Regions from separate parts of the Gossypium arboreum genome. Here region 1 is linked to region 2. Evidence: chromatin contacts called from public Hi-C data. All regions are on one chromosome and are shown on one strand. The core of a region is the stretch at or near the end of the contact, and the rest is flanking DNA. Distances in the headings are between cores, read along the strand shown.

The links. Hi-C and Micro-C count contacts between places; a contact is called where the count stands out from the background.
Region 1: a Hi-C map of leaf shows a contact between it and region 2, with 2.2 times the contacts expected there. The contact joins the promoter of LOC108467298 here to the promoter of LOC108467270 in region 2. A contact is called at or near these places in 3 of 5 Hi-C or Micro-C datasets (all in leaf).

Annotation. Positions count from the first base shown.
Region 1 is chr3:110,858,676-110,861,946 of ASM2569848v2, forward strand. LOC108467298 (receptor protein kinase CLAVATA1-like) reads left to right here and starts at 1,769. Exons shown (of 2, transcript XM_017767909.2): 1 at 1,769-3,271. The coding sequence starts at 2,381.
Region 2 is chr3:110,678,956-110,682,386 of ASM2569848v2, forward strand. LOC108467270 (synaptotagmin-2-like) reads left to right here and starts at 1,989. Exons shown (of 12, transcript XM_017767868.2): 1 at 1,989-2,401; 2 at 3,061-3,159; 3 at 3,261-3,311; 4 at 3,401-3,431. The coding sequence starts at 2,291.

The sequences.
Region 1 (3,271 bases), core at 519-3,018, 180 kb after region 2:
AGTCTAAACTAATTTTCATTTAATTCAATAAAACCTAACAATTCAACCTTCCGGATTCATACTCAACACGTAATTAACCTATTTGAATTATTTACTAACTCAACTCAATTTATTCAATCTAAAACCAAATTTTTACGACACCGTTGAAAACTGAATCGTTACACCTTGTCCTTTCCTTAATTTCAAGGAAGTTCAATAATCAAAACCCTAAATTAATCTTGACACTCATGAATATAAAGATACTACCAAAAAAATACCGTGAAAAAGAATTTTTTTTAAATACTTATTGTAGAAATTTTTTTTTCACCATATTCAAAAATTAAAAAAAAAAACATTCTCTTTTCATTATTTCTCAAATTGTGCATTTTTTAAATATTAAACGACCTCAACACTAATTGATGTTGAGGTTCATGTGGTTAATTTTACCCTAGCCTCGTATTCATATGTATTGAGGTCAGGGTTCTTTACCAAAAAATTTGAGAGAATTTGATTTCCATAATTTGGGACATGATGAGATGATGTTATATAATTTCAACAGTTACAAGTGTTGAGGTTAAGCTTTTTTTTCAAAGATATTTTTGAGAATCTTATACTTGTATCGATACAAATTTAACTTGTAGTACCTAACATTTGTTGTCAAGATTAGGGTGATTTTGATTTAGTTCAATCAGATTTTTTAAATTTTCTGAACCATCCATCATAATTCGGTTTAGTTCGATTTGGTTCTTAATTTTTTATATGAATTTATTGTTTTTATTTTTGACTTATTTTGATAAAATGAGCTTTATTTTATGACTTTTAAATATTATTTAAAAAATTAGATCTTTTTCATAAATATTTCTCAAAATAATAATTCTTTAAGAACTTTTAAATTATTAACTATTTTAAATATAAAATATTTATTTTTATATCATAAAACTAAAATTAATTATATATAAATAAAAATAAAATTTAATTCAATTTCGGTCATCGTGATTTTTTAACTTATATTCGATAAACTATCTAAATATCTCGATTTGAGTTTATTTTTATTCTTAGCCCTAGTGAGGGTTAAGCTTTCATCTTTTATTGTTTTTCCCTATGCTCCTGATATTTGGACTCTTAAAATTACAAAAAAAAAATTAATATCCATTTGACTCTTTAATCTATACCTTATCTCACAATGTAGCATATCTATATTCATGATATAGTCATGTTTACATTATCTTTTTCATGAACACTATCATATGTTATTTTATAACATAGTTTATTTTTTTCCCTTGGGAGTTTTCTAACAAGCTAATGGCCCAATCATAAATGTTGCTTAAACAAGAAGACAAATATTTGAATGAGATGATGAAGAAATTCTACTTTGGATGTCAAAGCACTTGGATGGTTAGAAGAAGCTGCAGAATACTTGGGTTGGTCCATGAACAATTGCATAAGGGATAGGGAAGGAAGCAAAAGGAGAAGTTAGTGCAGAGGCAATCAACAATGGTCCCCTATTTTGTGGACGGTCCCGATCGGAGAAAAGAACAAAAAGAGTAGACTTTTAGCTCACTGCCAAAAAGGAGTCAGAGGGAGAAAAAGGTGTTTCTTCGGGAAAGGACATTCACAGCCTTTAATCTGGGCCCAGCAATTGACCCCCAAAGCCCATCCTCTGTCTTCATCACTCCCCCAAAAGACAAAATCCACATTCATCTTTCATAATCCCAAATGCTCAAAATAATAATAAGATATATATGGTATAATATTTTTACCAAGCTCAACCTAGTGAATTTGACAGTTTTTCCGAGTGATTTTTTTCTTTCAGAAAAAGAAAAAACAACTGGCGTCTGACAGTAATGCAGTGGGCAGCTGCATTTATAATAGGGCCAATCTTTAGAACCGGCAGATCACGCCGTCAAACCAGATGAGTATGGTACCCTTAGCAATTCACAGTCTCTAAGCCCCACGTAAAATAGTAACCTTCATCAACTCCGTCCCGAGTTAACGTTTCAAACGTTCTTCCTGCTGCCATGGGGACCCTCCCTCCCTCCCTCCCTCATGTTTGACTCACAGAGCTGACAAGCTTTAAAAACTAGTAAATTCAACGTTAACCCTTTCTGTGTTCTACCATTTTCAATTCCATGTAGTGTACGATGCGAACCATGGGCCATCGTATTGCCGTGTCTTTAGCGGTTTCATGCAATCCAGACTCCGCTCCTTTCACACACTCTCTCCCTGACTTTTTCAGAGTTCAGATTTTGTATTTGTTTATTTCATATCCAACATTTGATGCTTTGGGAACTACGATCCTCTTTGCGATCCAATATACAGTACAACTCTATTTAACGTAGTGAGCTACTGATAGTAAAGCCTTCACCTCTATCTGAGCTCAGGAAAAGAGAAGAACACTGAAATGAGAAGCTTTTACAGTTATCTTCTCTGTGTTTTCTCGACTCTTCTACTACTCTTCTCGGCCATCGTCTATGGTTCCAGTGATCTTGAAGTTCTGCTGCTGCTCAAGTCTTCAATGATTGGACCCAAAGGTTTGGGACTCGAGAACTGGGAATTCTCTTCATCTCCATCAGCACATTGCCGTTTCTCTGGTGTTCAATGCGATGAGGATTTCAGTGTTGTTGCTCTGAACGTGTCGTTTGCTCCTCTCTTTGGCACCATTCCTCCTGAAATTGGGCTTCTCAACAAGCTAGTCAACCTCACTATTTCTTCCGATAGTCTTACGGGGAGGATTCCTGTGGAGATGGGTAATTTGACTTCTCTTAAGATATTCAACATCTCCAACAATGTTTTCCAAGGCAGTTTCCCTGGAGAAATCTTTGCAGGCATGATTCACCTCGAGACTCTCGATGCTTATAACAATAACTTCACGGGTGTTCTTCCCATTGAGGTCGTCAATCTTAAATATCTCAAGCATTTATCTTTCGGAGGCAACTTTTTCATGGGAGAGATACCGGAGGAGTACTCTGAAATCCAGAGCTTGGAATATTTGGGTCTTAATGGCATCGGTTTAACAGGGAAAACTCCTGCCTTTTTGGCTCGTTTAACAAACCTCAAATACTTGGTAATCGGATACTTCAACGCCTACGTTGGAGGCATTCCACCTGAGTATGGGTCATTGAGTCAACTCGAACTTCTCGACATGGCAAGCTGTAACCTAACCGGTGAGATTCCTTCGAGTTTGAGCAATTTGAAACACTTGCACTCCTTGTTCCTTCAACTCAACCGTCTCACCGGCCGTATCCCTTCTCAACTCTCTGGTTTAATCAGCTTGAAATCACTTGATCTTTCT
Region 2 (3,431 bases), core at 739-3,238:
AACCAAGACAAGATATCTTTCAATTGTATAAATGATATATTAATTCAAACATGAGTTACTTGCTCATTTTGACCCATGGATTATGAATCATTTAGATTATTTATTAATATAAATTTTCTTCTACATTACAACCAATGCATGTAGTGCAACTTAATATTTGTTAAACTTAGGTAATCAGTGAGCCAATATTTACTTAACTATTTGTTTTGCATGCGAAACTATTAAGTATATTCTAGCATAAAGATAGTGACTCATTTTTGTATATTTCCATAAATAATTAATTTAACTATTTTAATAATCTATTAAATATGCCCTTAACAGTGGAGATGAATGAATACATATGGATTTATATTAGTAGTATGGTTGATCTAATGTTGATACTTATTAGAACAAGAAAAGTCACTCAAAATTTTAAGTCATGCTTTTAGGAAGTCCTCATTGTTCATTGTTCCTTAATGTGCCTATTATAGAGGGCTTATTGTTTCCTTGAAGCTACCTAGATACATCACCACTTGCATTAGACTTGAGGGCTTTTAAGTCCACCATACAATTATTTTGTTATTCTTTGATATAATAATATAAAATTCTACAACAACACATTTGATATCAGTTACAAAAAATCTGGTCCCTATTAATTGCCAACTATCTCCTCCATACTTTGATTTTATTAATTGTTCAACTCAAACATCAAAATCTGTTTGTGATTCCAAATTAAATGCTCCAACATCCTTTTCTTTTTCTTTTAATTTAGATTTTCATATTTAAGATTTATATATTTTTAAAAATAAAATTTAATTAATTTTCAGAATTATACTAATCACAAATTAGTTTATAGGTGAAAAAAATTTATGATTACTAGAATCGAATCGAACTGTCCTATCAAATTGGTTGGATTAAGAACTAATTGGTATATTAATTTAAATAGAGATTTTCTTTTTGAAAGATAAATTTATTGATTCATTCAATAAATGAAACATACAATTTAGAGAAGAAAATAACGAATATTTATTGTAGATGATAAAGGACAAATTTCATTAATATAATAAAGACTTTATAATGTCAATAGAATATCATGACACATTAACATTAATTGAACCAAATTAAAAAGTTATTGAAGAATTGTTTTACTATTTTTAGTAATATTTTTAACTTTTATAATTTTTATAATTTATTTAAGTAAAATCCATCTTGTCAAATATGATATTTTAAAAACCAAAAGGAAAATGATACTGACACTACTTTTGTGTCGGGAAAGTGAAACACGCTTGTTTTAACCTGATTTAGCCTAATTTTAAGATGATATTACTAACGGTTTTTAATTAGTTAATAGATTACATAATTTTAGTAATATATTAATATGATTTTTACTCACGCTTAGTGTTTGGGTAAATTATTTATTTTAATTTTTTCTAATCTTTATATATTTAAAATTTAATATTATATTTTATTTTTAGAAATTTAATGTTTTATTTTTTAATTTAAAATTTAGGTTAATTTATTAATACTATTATAATTTTTTAAATTTTCTAGTATGACATTTTGAAATTAAAAAGATATTCAGAATTCATGTAACAAACAAAATAATATTGTAATGAACTGAAATTTAATGAAAAATTAATGATATTAATAATTCTTAAAATTTACATTAATATTTTAATCATAATAAAATGTTTAGATTAACTAATAATATTATAAAATTAAGATATTAAATTATGTCTAAATTAAAATATAGAGATTCAATTTCTAATTTGAGTGAAATATAAAAATAAAAATAAAAATTAACAATTGTTATATAATTTTAAAAAAGTGAAGGAATTGACCATAATCTGTTCATGTAAGAGCAAAGTGAGAAAAGTACAGCTAATGCCTTTCTGTAGTTATATAGAAATTGTTTAAGGTAGTAAGTTCAAAAAAAAAAAAAAACTAATCCGTAACCAACCAATTAACGTTACCGACAGAAGATATCACGCGCATAAAAATTTCATAGCAAAAGCCTCTGGTAGGTCCAAAATGGCATCGGCTCCTTTGAACGTAAAGGACTGACCACTAGTTGTAAATGCTCCTTTAATGCTTCCACTCTTCCTGATAAGATTTTTTAACTCTAATATCTCTTACCATTTCTTTTCTTTTTGCTTCCAATTTTACTTCCCACAAGAATCTTTCTCAGATTCCATTTCTGGTTTTCCTTTTGGTATTAGTTTCACTTCAACAGAAGAGAGCAAAAGCTTTTTATGCCTCTTTGAGTAAACTACTTGAGCTATCCTTGAAAAAAAAAAACCAGAAGGGAAAAATGGGTGTTTTGAGCTCTGTAATGGGTGTTTTTGGATTCGGAATTGGAACTTCGGTTGGGATCGTCATTGGGTATTACATGTTCATCTACTTCCTTCCCACTGATGTTAAGGTTTGTTTCTTTCTTGGTTGAATTTCCTTTTGCTTTTCTTAGTTTTTGTCAGAGTCCCTTTTTTTTCCTAGGTGCCTGTTCTTGTTCTTCCATAAGCGGCTTGAATTTTTGTTGTTAAAACAATGAACAAGTGCTAAAAAAATGATAACTTTATTCTAAGCTGATTGAATGTTTCTTTTTTACTCTTATAATTTAATGGTTAATTCAAGTTGTTCTTTTTGAGTTTATGAATTCTGTCTTCCTGTTTCACCGTGCAAAGATTTGTAATTTGTAATGTTCTCGCTTTGAGAGATTTATATCCATGATTTTCAGTCGAAAAGAACATGATTTTGAAATGATCAGGCATTAGCTTAGGCTTTTCTAGGGAAAATTTAAGTTTGAGGATTCACAATTTTTTCTCTGCAGGTATTAGCATTCTAAAACAAGAATAAATAAATAAACATAGAGGTATTCTTTTGTTTATTGCTTTTTTTTTCTGGGATTTTGCTTTTTGTACTTGATCACCATTGACCAACCGGTTTGGCCTGTGTCGATGTCTGTTGGTGCCACTTATAAGAAGCTGTAGTTATCATATGAAGCTATCATATAGGAAAACAACGAATAAATCAGCCTTTTGAACCATTGATAAGATGGTCACATTGTATGTTTTGGTTGTTCAGGATCCTAAAATCCGTCCTTTGGTTGAGGAAGACTCTAAAACTTTGCAGCAGTTGCTTCCAGAGATCCCTTTGTGGGTCAAAAATCCAGATTTTGACCGTGTATGTTCTCCTATCCTATGTCCTTTCATTTCTGTATTTGGGTCTTTAAGTGCTTCATATTAAGGTATGCATCAAGGTTATCACTGTCTGTTTCTCTGCAGGTTGACTGGCTTAACAAATTTATCGAGACCATGTGGCCTTATCTAGATACGGTATGTATAACTGCAATGACCTTTCACATATATGGCCTCTCTTATATTATTGAATTCCTTATCAAGTATCTGGCACTTCGTTTTTCAAGGCGATTTGCACAACTGCTAAGAATATAGCAA